2 separate regions of the Hordeum vulgare genome follow, and region 1 is linked to region 2. A link is a contact called in public Hi-C data. All regions are on one chromosome and are shown on one strand. The core of a region is the stretch at or near the end of the contact, and the rest is flanking DNA. Distances in the headings are between cores, read along the strand shown. Region 1 holds the start of LOC123398803 (polyadenylate-binding protein RBP47-like). Region 2 holds the start of LOC123398780 (patatin-like protein 2).

Region 1 (7,818 bases), core at 3,487-5,986, 420 kb after region 2:
TCTTCTGAAAGATAAACTTCAACTCCTGGAACATCTCATATGCTCCATGACGCTCAAAGTGACGTTGAAGTCCCGGCTCTAAGCCATACAAGACTACACATTGAACTACTGAGTAGTCCTCCTTGCGTGCTAACCAAGCGTTCTTAGCATCTTGGTCAGCCGCGGCGGGTGGTTCATCTCCTAGCGCAGCATTAAGGATATAATCCTTCTTCCCAGCTTGCAGGAGCAACTTAAGATTACGAGCCGAGTCTACAAAGTTGCTTCCATCATCTTTCAACTTAGCTTTCTCTAGGAACGTATTAAAATTCAGGCTAACTGTCGCGTGAGCCATTGATCAACAACACAAATATTTTCAAAGTGGACTTAGACTATGTTCAAGATAATTAGAGTTTAACTAATCAAATTACTTGCTAAACTCCCGCTCAAAAAGTACATCTCTCTAGTCATTTGAGTGGTACATGATCCAATTTTACTAGCTCAAGTCCGATCATCACGTGAGTTGAGGATAGTTTCAGTGGTAAGCATCCCTATGTTAATCATATCAACTATATGATTCATGCTCAACCTTTCGATATCATGTGTTCCGAGGCCATGTTTGCACATGCTAGGCTCGTCAAGCTTAACCCGAGTGTTCTGCGTGTGCAACTGTTTTGCACCCGTTGTATGTGAACGTTGAGTCTATCACACCCGATCATCATGTGGTGTCTCGAAACGACGAACTGTAACAACGGTGCACAGTCGGGGAGAACACAATTTCGTCTTGAAATTTAAGTGAGATATCACCTCATAATGCTACCGTCGTTCTAAGCAAAATAAGGTGCTTAAAAGGATTAACATCACATGCAATTCATAAGTGACATGATATGGCCATCATCATGTGTTTCTTGATCTCCATCACCAAAGCATCGGCACGATCTTCTTGTCACCGGCGCCACACCATGATCTCCATAATCATGATCTCCATCAACGTGTCGCCATCGGGGTTGTTGTGCTACTTATGCTATTACTACTAAAGCTACGTCCTAGCAATATAGTAAACGCATCTGCAAACACAAACGTTAGTTTAAATACAACCCTATGGTTCCTGCCGGTTGCCGTACCATCAACGTGCAAGTCGATATTAACTATTACAACATGATCATCTCATACATCCGATATATCACATCACGTCATTGGCCATATCATATCACAAGCATACCCTGCAAAAACAAGTTAGACGTCCTCTAATTGTTGCTGCAAGTTTTACGTGGCTGCTATGGGTATCTAGTAGATCGCATCTTACTTACGCAAAAACCACAACAGAGATGTGCAAATTGCTATTTAACCTCTCCAAGGACCGCCTCGGTCAAAACCAATTCAACTAAAGTTGAAGAAATCGACACCCGCCACTCATCTTTATGCAACGAGGTTGCATGTCGAGCGATGAAACGAGTCTTTCGTAAGCGTACGAATAATGTCGGTCCGGGCCGCTTCAATCCAACAATACCGCCGAATCGAGAAAAGACCAAGGAGGGCAGCAAATCGAACATCACCGTCCACAAAACCCTTTGTGTTCTACTCGAGATTACATCTACGCATGAACCTAGCTCAGGATGCCACTGTTGGAGAACGTTGCATGGGAAACAAAAAATTTCCTACGCACACGAAGACCTATCATGGTGATGTCCATCTACGAGACGAGATTTAGATCTACGTACCCTTGTAGATCGCACAGCAGGAAGCGTTAAGAAACGTGGTTGATGTAGTGGAACGTCCTCACGTCCCTCGATCCGCCCCGCGAATCGTCCCACGAACCGTCCCGTGATCCGTCCCACGATCCGCTCCGATCTAGTGCCGAACGGACGGCACCTCCACGTACAGCTCGACGATGATCTCGGCCTTCTTGATCCAGCAAGCAGGACGGAGAATTATATGAGTTCTCCGACATCGTGACAGCACTCCGGTGGGGTGAAGGATCTACTCTTGCAGGGCTTCTCCCGAGCTCCACAGAAATACGATCTAGAGGAAAAACCGTGGTGTTTGTGGTCGGGCTGCCGTGGCAAAAGTTGTCTCAAATCAGCCCTAAAACACCAGTATATATAGGAGGAGGGGAGGGGAGGCTTGCCTTGAGGGCCAAGCCCCCAAGGTGCGCCAGCCCAATCCTACTCAAAATAGGATTGGAAAGTGGAGTCCTTCTCTTCCTTCCCACCTTTTTTTTTTCTTTCTTTGGTTTTTTTCTTATGGCGCATAGGCCTTATTGGGCTGTCCCACCAGCCCACTAAGGGCTGGTGCGACACCCATAAGTCCTTTGGGCTTCCCCGGGAGGGTTGCCCCCCTCCCGGTGAACTTCCGGAACCCATTCGCCACTCCCGGTACATTCCCGGTAATGCCCGAAAACTTTCCGGTAACCAAATGAAGTCATCCTATATATCAATCTTCCTCTCCCGACCATTCCGGAAACCTTCATGACGTCTGTAATCTCATCCGGGACTCCTAACAACATTCGGTAACCACACATATAACTCAACTATACTAAAACATCGCCGAACCTTAAGTGTGCAGACCCTGCGGGTTCGAGAACTATGTAGACATGACCTGAGATAATCCTCGGTCAATATCCAATAGAGGGACTTGGATGCCCATATTGGATCCTACATATTATCCGAATAACTTATCGGTTGAACCTCAGTGTCAAGGATTCATATAATCCCGTAAGTCATTCCTTTTGTCCTTCGGTATGTTACTTTCCGAGATTCGATTGTCGGTATCCGCATACCTATTTCAATCTCGTTACCGGCAAGTCTCTTTACTCGTTTCCGTAATACAAGATCCCGTGACTTACACTTAGTCACATTGCTTGCAAGGCTTGTGTGTGATGTTGTATTACCGAGTGGGCCCCGAGATACCTCTCCATCATACGGAGTGACAAGTCCCAGTCTTGATCCATAGTAACTCAACGGACACCTTCGGAGATACCTGTAGAGCATCTTTATAGTCACCCAGTTACGTTATGACGTTTGATACACACAAGGCATTTCTCCGATGCGAGTGAGTTATATGATCTCATGGTCATAGGAACAAATACTTGACACGCAGAAAACTATAGCAATAAAACGACACGATCAATATGCTACGTTCATAGTTTGGGTCTAGTCCATCACATGATTCTCCTAATGATGTGATCCAGTTATCAAGCAACAACACTTTGCACATAGCCAGAAAACCTTGACTATCCTTGATCAACTGGCTAGCCAACTAGGGACATTGCTGTGTCTATGTATCCACACATGTATCTATGTTTTCATTCAATACAATTATAGCATGGATAATAAACGATTATCTTTAAACAGGAAATATAATAATAACTATTTATCATTGCCTCTAGGGCATATTTCCAACATGGCCTTCATCCCCTCGAAAATCCTATTGTTCCTCTCCTTCCAGAAATGCGAAACTGCGTACACATCCATTGTGACTTTCACTTTCTCTTCTTTGTTCTTGATATTCCTAGAGAAATTTCTCCACGAACCAGCAAGAGAAGGAGAGTATAATACAACATTGGAGCTTGAGGGGTGCGAGGAGTTGAAGGAGAACCAAACTTCCTTGGCGAAAGGGCACTTTAGCAGTAGGTGATTAACTGATTCCTCCTCTTGGTCGCAGAGGTAGCAGAGACCATCATGAGGCCAGCCGCGCACGGCCAGGCGATCGGATGTCCACACTCTGTTTTGCAGAATCAACCAAAGGTAAAATTTAATCTTGCCGTCCGCTTTGACATCCCAAACCTTCTGCAGCCGAGGGTTCATGATCCGACCGTAGAATTGAGCATCATACACAAATCGGGCAGAGTATACAGAGTTTGCAGTAAGGGTCCAAGATATCTTGTCCTCAAACTAGGCAAGCATAGTCGATTGGGGTTTAGCCCAGATGGTGATTAGTTGATCGAGTTGCAATTCTGTTGATAATCAACTCTTCCATAGAACGTGTTAGTCCTAAAACGTGATCTATGAAGACATGAAAGGCATGTTCGGCAACAGGTTACTCCCACGACTCCGCTTCGCTCAACCTGAAAATAAGGAGCGGTATAACAGCTCCTCCTGAAAAATGAACTGGGCACCGCTCTGCTCCACCGCGAAGTTGGGAGCCTTCCACAACATGCATATTGCCAAGTTTAGGTACTGCAGTCAAGTGCGTGCGTGCTCAAGTTAGTTGTGAGAGCGCAGAAAATGTAGGTTAAACTGAGCACCAGAGTAGTTGTAGAGACTATCTATTTTAGTAACCCCGCAGCAAGCGCAGAGTTGGACCAGCCTAGCTACCTAATTACCAGCATGGCACAACCAACGTAACCGACCATGCAGAGGCACGGCACAGCTCGGCCGTGAAACCTCCCGAGTCAAACCTATATTTAGGAATAGGTTCCATGCACTGTTGACCAGCCAGGATACATGGATCTGCTTCACCACAACAACAGAGCAGGATTACCAAAAAAAAAATCATTACTTACATACTTACCATATGATTGTGACTAGGGGTAATTAATTAACTGATGTTGCATCCGCATCCGCGCCCGGACTTAACCCGAAAGTGAGAAACGACTCTACGTGTAACCCGCGGGGGCTGGCTGGGTCGGGCCGACACGGACGTGGATCCGGTCAAGGCCGGGGAGCGGACGGCCAGGGGCGCCTCCACGCGCGCCATCCGACGGCCCGCGCGCCCCCATATCCTCCGCCGCCGCGTGCTTTATTTAGCCACCTCCCTCTCCCCCCTGCCGCGAGCTCCTGCTACTGCTCCTCCTTCCTCCCTCCCTCCTCCACCCTCCCTCTCCTCGCCTCGCCTCCAGATTATCATCTCCGTCGGAGGCGACCGGGCACGCGCGAGCGAGCGCGGAGAGGTTTGGTTTCGGGGTGACCATGCAGGCGGCGACGGTGGCAGCGGCGGCGAACGGCGGGGGCGAGGTGCAGAAGCAGCAGCAGCAGGTGGGGGCGGCGCCGCTCCCGGCGGTGGCGGCGCTGGCGCCGCAGCCCCATTGGGTGGCCATGCCGTTCGCGCCGCCGGGCGCCGCGGCCATGGTGGTGCCGCACCAGATGGCGCCGGCGCCGCCCCACCAGTTCGCGCCGCACTTCGTGCCGTTCCACGCCGTCGCGCCGCCGCCCCCGCCGCTGCAGCCGCGCGTCGGCGTCGCCATGGGCTCCCCCGCCCCCGCCGCGCAGCCCGGCCAGGAGGAGAACAAGACCATCTGGGTCGGCGACCTCCATTACTGGATGGACGAGAACTACCTCCACACCTGCTTCGGCTACACCGGCGAGGTGAGCAGAGCACGCCCCGCCTCCCTCCCCTTCCCTTCCGCCCCCTCCCCACGACCCCAGATCTCACGCCGCCCCCGAGCCAGAGCTGCCAAAAAGAGACACACACCGTCTCCCTTTCGCATACCCCACTGACTAGGAACCCTTTCCATGGATGTGACAAGCCCGTCAGATATACTCACCACTAAATGCGCGGTTAAATTCCACGAAAAATGGCATCTTGACGCGGCAGGCGGCGACAGGTTCCCCGAAGCGCGATTCGTCTCTCGAGTCACGCGAGGTCGGAGAGAGAGAGAGAATGGCGGATCTTAAGAAAGACCGGGCAGAGCCTATAGCTAGCTGCAGGCAGAGGCAGGCCTGCGGTGCGCAGCGCAGGATGCAGGAGTACAAATGATTGGGTCACTGTGCGTGCGGAAAGAGGAAACGGGCGAGCAACCGCTGGGCAACCAGGGAGGGCGTGGATCTGCGGCCTGGAACTGGAAACTCGCAGTCCCCTAGATTGGCTGAGGCAAGCCAAGATGCCCACCCTTTCCTGTGCTGGTCATGGGTTGGGATACGCTGCTAGCTCTTGGTCTGATGTGCCAGCTTGCCTACCTCGTAACGGCAGGATTCCTGGCGCACCATAGCCGTACATCTGTTTCGTCCCTCATTGGTCCGTTTCTAGCCTGGCAGTGCTGGGGATTGGGGTGCTTCTTCTGTCTAGAAACTAGCCGATCTACTACTACTGCTTGGCAGAAGAGGAGAACATTTACATTAATTTTCTCGAACTACGTTCAAAACCAGTTAGGGCTTTACACTTCAGGAGAAGTGAGCTTTGATTATGCAACTATTCTGATTTTAAAAAAAGAGGGTTTTTGCTTGAATGGAAGTAGCACCTTCTGCTATTCCCTTTTTTGTGTACGCCAACATAGTAAAAATGTCATCAAGCTGAGCTTACAAATGATCCTTTATATGTTCCAGCTTCATGTATCGTCTATCTTCGCTGCACTTCCATTTCCACTAACATGGTCACCTACAGGACAATGGAGAAAGACTTGGTGAAACATGGGGTTTACATATGGACAAAAAAGCTTATCGTTTTTACCACCCTTAAACAATACAATACTTTTTACTGGGCTGTTTCACCAGCCATTGTCTTGACAACTGGAATTTCGAACTGTCCAGTTTTTAGCACTTCCGTTTCCACTAACATTGTCACCTCCAGGACAACTGGAATTTTGAATTTTGAACTGTTTCACCAGCCAGTTGCAGAATATATATGTGTGGTGACTGCATTGCAACGTGTCTTCTTACGCAATTTACAATTCTTATTATCCAAGCTCAAACTCGTACTAATATGTATATGAATATGATGTAGGTTGTCGCGATCAAGGTTATTCGTAATAAGCAAACCGGACAGTCAGAAGGATATGGATTTGTAGAGTTCTACAGTCATGCTGCAGCTGAAAAAGTACTTGATGGTTTTGCTGGGCATATAATGCCAAATACTGACCAGCCTTTTAGGATAAACTGGGCATCATTTAGCATGGGTGATAGGCGTTCAGACATTGCTTCAGATCATTCCATATTTGTAGGCGATCTTGCCTCTGATGTCAATGATACTGCATTGCTAGAGACTTTCTCCAGCAGGTACTCCTCTGTCAAAGGTGCAAAAGTTGTTATTGATGCTAACACTGGTAGATCAAAGGGCTATGGCTTTGTGCGTTTTGGAGATGATAGTGAGAAGACAAACGCCATGACCGAGATGAACGGAGTGTATTGCTCAACTAGGCCCATGAGGATTGGCCCTGCAACTCCCAGAAAATCTTCAGGTTAGTTAAAAAGTTTCTCAGTCCCTATATGCTCTGAATTCATTGTTGGCCCAACTCAATGGAGGTTCCTTGATTTGGTTATGTTCTTTCACTATTAATTATAGTCTGAAACTATATCCACCTGACCCTCTGCCTATATGCAAATATATGAGTCTGGTTGTTGTATTACTTATGGGGAAATTCAAATTATTTTAAAACGTGGTTAAAGTTGGAAGTTCCCTCCCTTAACTGTTCCATATTTAGGTGGCAATGAGACCAGTGATTATGATTTTAACCATTTGTAGAAGTTCCAGTTTCCAAGTGGGACTACTTTTAGTTAATTCCCTGCTCTTTAGCATCTCTTTGCCACTTTAACTTGAAATTTTCACTTGTACTCTGTCACACATCTGGACTTGTTTACATTCTGAATTTGTTTGGGAGGGAGATTCGTTCAATATATAGTTCACACTTGACACTGTCCATGTACAAAACTGTTTCTGCTCTGCATTCATGCTTTGCTGTTATTATGCACTATACCTTTTTAGAAATGGGTTTGTATTGGTGATAATGACATATGTTCATATTCCAGAGAATATTATTGATTGGTCAAATAAAATCTGAGAACTTGTGAATTGCTTATTAACATTGTTCTTTTGGATAAAAAATTCTACAGGAATCATTTAATGTTGTTTGCATATCTGTGACTGTTTATCTCTGTTTCCTGAAAAAATGTTGGTTTAGGTACTTCT
Region 2 (6,961 bases), core at 4,387-6,886:
GATTTGGTAACCCTAATGGCGTCTGCAATGCAGAACTGTACTTCTAGGAGCAACTGGCTGCAATCAGTTCTACAACTGTTTCCAGTACATCGCATGATCCAAACTAAGAAAAATGGGTGATGTCATCAATATTTTCTGGGAGCCTCCACTCTTCCAGTGTAGTGAACAATCCATGTGACGTCTTCCTCTTCTCCAATGGTAGGCAATTCTCGTCGTCTCCAACATCTTCAGCCCCAAAGAAAGTAAATAAATCATCAGCAGCATATTGGAGGCCGCACATATATGCTTCCAGCTTCTGAGCATCCTGAAGAGTTTCTGCCATGGTACCTGCATGCCAGACCACTTGATTATCCGAATATATAAATCATTTCTCATCTTCCAGAGAACCCACACCAATGCTGAGGATATTGATGTTAACTATTACTGGCATGCCATGTATTATAACTGTTTATCTTGACATATGCAGTGAGTTTCCATGGTTCAATCTGACTACAGTTTAATCCATATAAGCTTGCAGTACCAGTTGTTTTAATATTCAGTCTTCATATCCCATGTACTGAAAGCTATGTGGTAACTTCACATTGTTTTATCTGACTGCAATTGCACAGTTACACCTATATAAGTTTGCACAATGAATTGTTTTTACTTTTGATCTCCATCTTCCATATATGAATCAGAGAAAGCGTGCCTAGAAACTAGCTTATTTGGTGACGAAGAGAGGTAAGTTAGGTTTATCTGAATTTGGTAGATAGTTTGTTGTTTTGACTTTTTTTTTGTACAAGAGACAAATAGTGTTATGTATAGAAGGGCTGCCTGGTTCATGTAGCTCCTGCTTGCGGAGGGTCCAGGGAAGGGCCTGGCAAAGAATATTATGTATCTGATGCAATAGTTTGTTCTTGAATGAATTACTTTGGATTTGTGATAAGTATTTTCCATCGTTGTCATTCATTTGTTTTCTTCCTCCGGGAAATCAAATGAATATTCTGATATTTATTTGTTCACAGGGTCTCAAATCTAAATGTTTTTCACATTATGATATGTTTGTCTAATTACATGATATCTTACTTGACGGGCTACATCACCTTTCCTTGCACATTTTACTTAGCCAAAGCTGAACGTTACACCATATTTCTCAAATATAAAAGAAAAGAAAATGGTTGAAGACTCTCATAAGTTCGTCGGATCTAGATAACTATCTTCTGTGCTTAACTAGGATATCGTTTGGATACAACGTGATTGAGAATACGTAATCAATGATGCAACAACCATCCAGCTAAAACAAAATTGGCACAAATTGAATGGTAGCATGTTTTTTTTCCCATTGCTGCATACTGCCTAAATTCAAATGCTTCAGCAGTGCAGGTTCCTCTGATGTCATCCTCCAAGGGCATGCCTAACATATCCCATTTAGGTCAATCAACCTGTACTAGTACACAGATTGTTCATCTTATTACTTAGATTGCGTGCATCACAAGTATGATCATACTGAGATAGAGCACAAAGCTAAGATGTATTAGCTCCATGCAAGTTTAGGTCAACTTTCTAACATGACTAACACCTGGGTCATAGAAATTTCCTTTTCCTGGCAGCGCCTTCAGGGCACTAGAATAGCCCCTAGTCCAAGGGCAACTGAGAAAGAGACATTTGTCCTTTTCGAAAAGAGGAGATATACACTGCATTCGAACCTCATATACTAGCCTCTCAATCATCACTTGACTTTCCATTTTGAGAAAATAGATTTTTTGTGTGTTTGATGAGAAAATACTCCCTCCGTAAAGAAATATCAGAGCGTTTAGTTAGTGATCTAAACGTTCTTATATTTCTTTACGGAGGGAGTACAAAATAGGGCATTTCAATACATCATTAGGTCTATATGGGTAAAAGTTTCCTTCAAAGCACGTTACCTACTCAGTAGTCACTGTTACCAAGGTTTCAGAAAATGAAGCGTGCACTTTTGCAACTTTAATTCTACATATCTTCTCATGAATGAAGGTTAGTAAGATTTTATTATCGCACGTTTAAGTTATTCGTAATGACTTTGTCCTGAATGCTATAGACCTTCACTACCTGCATTGCCACGAAAGTTCTCATCCGAAGTCTATTAATATGTGTTCTCTACATTAACTTGAGGGCTCATATCGCCATCCTCGGAGAACTACAAATCTTTGCAACCTATCCTTGAAGAGAACACAAATATGGAGACTGGAAAACATATCTTGTGCAGACACCCACCAACTTATGGCAACCTCATCACAATTCTTTCTATCGATGGTGGAGGGATTCGAGGACTCATTCCAGCTGTTGCTCTTGCCTTTCTAGAATCAGAGTTGCAGGTAAACCTGTAGTTATGTACATAATTGATTTTTGTATCTTGTGATGTTGGCATATTGCCATGGCAACAGTCACCTGGTGAGAAATATAATAGATTACAAGTCCATGTTCCATATATCGCGTTAGATGAAATAAGCTTGCAATTTGGTTGTTTGGTTTGTTTAAATTCAAACTGTCAGGATTTAACTCAATTCACTAACCATATCTTGTTAACTTAACTGTAAAGTAAAGGTACTTCCATAACCCAAGTAAATCTTAAACTTTGTATTAGCGTCACAATGAGGGTGCTGTCTTGTTGTTGTCTGCTCCCTCTTCTTTTATTGTTATTTATGCACATGTAGATGTTGAGCAGAAAATTCAAATTCTTGGCAAATTGGATTTATTTTTTGTATTACATAAGTTCAATATTCTGCTAGTGTTAGTTCTGTATTTCTGGTTCTTTTATCTCTTCCGGGCTCGTGGGCTGAATATACTTGACGTGTAACAATGATTTTGTTTCCATCTGCACCAGCAGATGCTCCTTTCTTTAGAAACACATTGATTTTTAATTGATGCTCTTGATTGCATCCCACTGAAACTGTTATGTTAACTTCTAAAGAAACTTGATGGAGCGGAAGCCCGGTTAGCAGACTACTTTGATGTCATTGCTGGGACCAGCACAGGGGGACTTGTGACTGCGATGCTCACTGCACCAAATAAGAAGAGAAGACCACTTTTTGCTGCGAAGGATATTCAAGCATTTTATATGGACCATGCTCCCAGAATTTTCCCGCAGCTCAGGTGAACACATATGTTATGTTTTTCACTTCTTGTTGATTGAATTGGGAACTTGTCCAGTAACACATATTTTCTGTTTTTTCTAGGGGTGCATTTGGTAGGATAATGAGGATACTTCGCTCATTGTCAGGACCTTGTTATGATGGCAAGTACCTTCATGAAGTTGTGAGAAAGAAGTTAGGAAGCGCCAGGCTGCATCAGACGTTAACAAATGTGGTAATACCGACTTTCGACATCAAGCGGCTACAACCAACCATTTTTTCGTCATATGAGGTTTCCCTCTTCCCCTCTCGCTCAAATCTTTTGGGAGACCTAATTTGTGTACCTGTAAAATATGGTTGATGTTTCTTTGTATTGGATGCCAGTTATAGTAAATCAGAGCCAATTCACTTTAATAATGGTATAAGAAACACATGCTAATGAAATGCATATTTCTTTGTTTTCGCTGTAAATTTACTTCAAAGGGAGAACATATGTATGAAGCAGAAGTGAGAAGTCGAGAACTTCCATTAATCCTTCATGATGGAAATTTGCACAAAAATGAACTTTCTATTATCATGTGACAGGTTAAGAAGAAGAAGAAGAGCACAATGGATGCTTTGTTATCAGATATTTGCATCAGCACGTCCGCTGCTCCAACTTATTTGCCTGCTCATTACTTCAAGACTGAAGATTCTCATGGAAACACCAAGGAGTTTAATCTTATTGATGGGGGAGTAGCTGCCAATAATCCGGTACTATAGCTGCCTGTAGTTTTGCATAACATACAGCTTGGGGCATGTGCTTGATTCAGAGACTGAAGGAAAGTCTAGAAATTTTGAAATAGACCTAATATCTGTCTTTGTTGTGTTTAGGCCTTAGTTGCCATTGGAGAAGTAAGCAAGCAGATATTCAAGCAAGATTCAGATTTCTTCCCGATAAAACCTATGGACTATGGCCGGTTTTTGGTCATTTCACTTGGCACAGGCTCATCAAAATTTGAAGAGAAGTACGATGCACAAAAGGCTAAATCATGGGGAGTGTTGGATTGGTTACTTAGCAGTGGATCCACACCATTAGTAGATATCTTCACACGGGCAAGTGCAGATATGGTGGATATTCACATTGCTTCTGTTTTCAAAGCCTTACATTCTGAGCAGAACTATCTGAGAATTCAAGTAAGTAAAATGCAGACAACTTATTTTGTACTCCCTTCTTTCCAAAATAAGTGTCATGGTTTCAGTTCAAATTTTGGAACAGAGGGAGTACAATGCAACCAATAAATCAGCCTCCTTTTACTCAGAGAATACCATTTCTACATGACAGGATGATACCCTACGGGGGACACTCTCCTCAGTTGATGTTGCCACCAAGGATAACTTGGAGAAACTTGTCAATGTTGGAGAGTTGCTGCTAAAGAAACCTGTCTCACGGGCAAATTTGGAGACTGGCCAGATGGTGCCTACTTGTAGTGAAACGGAGGAGACCAATGAGGAAGCTCTCAAGAGGTGAGCTTGGCACCACCTATCAGGAATCAGGTTATTATAATTGCAGTATGCATCTCTACTTATTAGCTAATTAACACCTTATTTTCAGATTTGCAAAGCTGTTGTCTGATGAAAAGCAAATTCGTCAAGCAAGATCACCGAAATGAAGTCCGATCTCTTTTACGTCAATGCTCTGCCAGAGAGAAATTTTCTCTGCATGGCATACCCCAGTTGCCAATTTGTTGAAGTTTCATTGTAACATAGTTAAATAAATGTGTAGTGTGGCATACTGATTGCTCTAGTTTGATAATGTTAGGCGCCGATGGCTTTAGATATGTAAATACACATATTTTTTAAATAAAGTTAATCATTTAATTATTGTTCTGTTGTGTTATCAATTGCACCGGTTTTATGCCAGCCGATGACTTCTGAAGGGTTCCAGGACGGCCATGTAGCAAGACATTTGGAATAAAGAGATAGCCGCCACTGCTGCATGGAAGTACCTGGTACGATATTGCTTCGCTTTGTACGTAGAAATAGTTAAACCTATCTCTGCTTTGGGTAATGAGTATTAAGCAAGTGAGATGCCTTTTCAAATGCTTTACCCTTTAGTACATCTTGAGATTCTGCTGTTGGGAATTGTCAGAGAGACATCTAATTCCTATTGGGTTTGTAGCATGGATAGACTAGACAAATAAATACCAAAGCGCTTCACTAACTCAAAGTAGTTCATTTTAATTGACACGCTTTCCACTTTTCCAGGGCAAGAGGTTCTTCTGTGATCGAGTACTTTTTAGCTTACTTTGAAAGTTCAAACTCACTACTTTCTAGCAATGCGCATTTTTTTTTGGTGTGAACTGTAGTGGCACTATATATTCTGTGATCCTGGTATTAACTCTGGCAAGTTGGATTTGTTAACGTTGCAGCACCCAAGGGGCAACATCGTGGGCTGCAGGATGGCTGGAACTGAATATTTTGATATGGATACTACGGTGGGTAGCCTTTGAAAGCTGGTCTAAGCATGTGCTCTGGAGCACTCAGTCCCTAGATTGGTGATCTGTAACCATCACCCATCAAATTCTGAGCACCAAAAAGATCTCATCAACGACCAACAATGTGCAGTGTGAAGTAGGTATAACTGTCAACTTTAAGAAACACAGATTTTCCATCAACACATAAATATAGCTAGTATGGTTTTAAAGGTGAGGCGATTGGGGATTTCGGAATCCAAGTGGATGGTAGCAAAATATGTTCAATTAAGTAGAAATCTTGGAGCCTCTGCCAGCCAGCCATGGGGGTTCCTTGGTTGGTGGTGCCACAATGCTACATTTGATCGACCATAGGTTTTTTGGGGAAAAAGGCAAATCTGGCAAGCATTTCTTCAAACCCCTAGGCTTTTCATGTTAGTGGCCTGCGCCGCTTGAGTGCTCCAAACCGTTGGTCCGAGCAAACTTTGGAGCAGCCGTCGCCCCGTACGCCGTACATGAAATATATTTCTTCTCAAGTCATAGGCTATATATATGAAGTTGTTAATGATCAAAAAGGTGACCCCTCCTTTGGTCCGGGGAGCCAGCTATTGTGCTTGGCCGGTCGAAAGCTGCGTCTGCGCGATCGATGTGTGTGTCCAAGCAACGAAGATTCCCCAGATTATGCCATGCAAACGATGCTGCCCTTTTCCGAGATCCTTGCAGTAAGTGTTCCTCATCAACTCTTAAGTGGGTTACTTTTCCTTTCTGATGATGTTAGTTTTTCTCTCCATGAGAATCCAAAAACAATTTGAGTTTAGCAGACCGCATGCCCTGCATCTGTCCATGCATGTCTCTTATTTTTTCTGAAGCACTAACCTCCCATAGTCAAATGTGCACGTTTAGAAGATGAACATTTAGTTCCTTGACTGTGGCACATGCATGTGAAAAAATTGGACTCTGGCGAAAATGACATGCATGTTTGTTGGTTCACCATGGCAATGGTGTACTTCATGGTTGTTTCTTCATGCGGCCTTTTGAGTCTTGAGGAGCCTTTAGATCGCACGGAGCTGGGCTGTCTACCTTTCTATGTTTATATACCTCTCGGATCTGTAAGATAGGTGTTGTCTGTGACTTAAAATATTGCACGCCATGAGAGAACAGAGCGCCGCTCTGTTGTTGGTAAGCTGTGCGGGTGCGCACGCTGCCCACCCAGCCAAGTTCGAGAGTCTAGGATCCAGCGGGTGCTCAGGTTGCATTCTTCCACTATAAAAATATGCCGCCAAGCTAGTGTCCCGGCTGGTCTCGTTTTAAATTTTTTATTGCATGCCGTAGCACTCCCTCTCCCTATAAATTGTCACTGGGCGCAAACCTCTCAAACCAAGCTAAAAACCCCAAGCAAGAAGAGTAGCTGCAGCATAC

Evidence for each region. A called contact is a pair of places that touch in the nucleus more often than the background predicts.
Region 1: a contact with region 2 is called in a Hi-C map of leaf, with 4 times the contacts expected there. The contact joins the promoter of LOC123398803 here to the enhancer-like site in region 2. A contact is called at or near these places in 2 of 6 Hi-C or Micro-C datasets (leaf and seedling).

What each region holds. Positions count from the first base shown.
Region 1 is chr5H:463,271,904-463,279,721 of MorexV3_pseudomolecules_assembly, forward strand. It overlaps LOC123398803 (polyadenylate-binding protein RBP47-like), which reads left to right and starts at 4,737. Exons shown (of 6, transcript XM_045093257.1): 1 at 4,737-5,282; 2 at 6,637-7,090; 3 at 7,811-7,818. The coding sequence starts at 4,887.
Region 2 is chr5H:462,855,860-462,862,820 of MorexV3_pseudomolecules_assembly, forward strand. LOC123398780 (patatin-like protein 2) reads left to right here and starts at 1,819. Exons shown (of 7, transcript XM_045093238.1): 1 at 1,819-2,333; 2 at 2,930-3,111; 3 at 3,195-3,381; 4 at 3,675-3,842; 5 at 3,963-4,265; 6 at 4,414-4,595; 7 at 4,684-4,952. The coding sequence starts at 2,196. The coding sequence ends at 4,741. Within about 2 kb of position 5,637, at least 1 of the 3 cell types and tissues checked has open chromatin away from gene starts, as enhancers often do. A contact at or near this core is called in leaf, where this site is marked.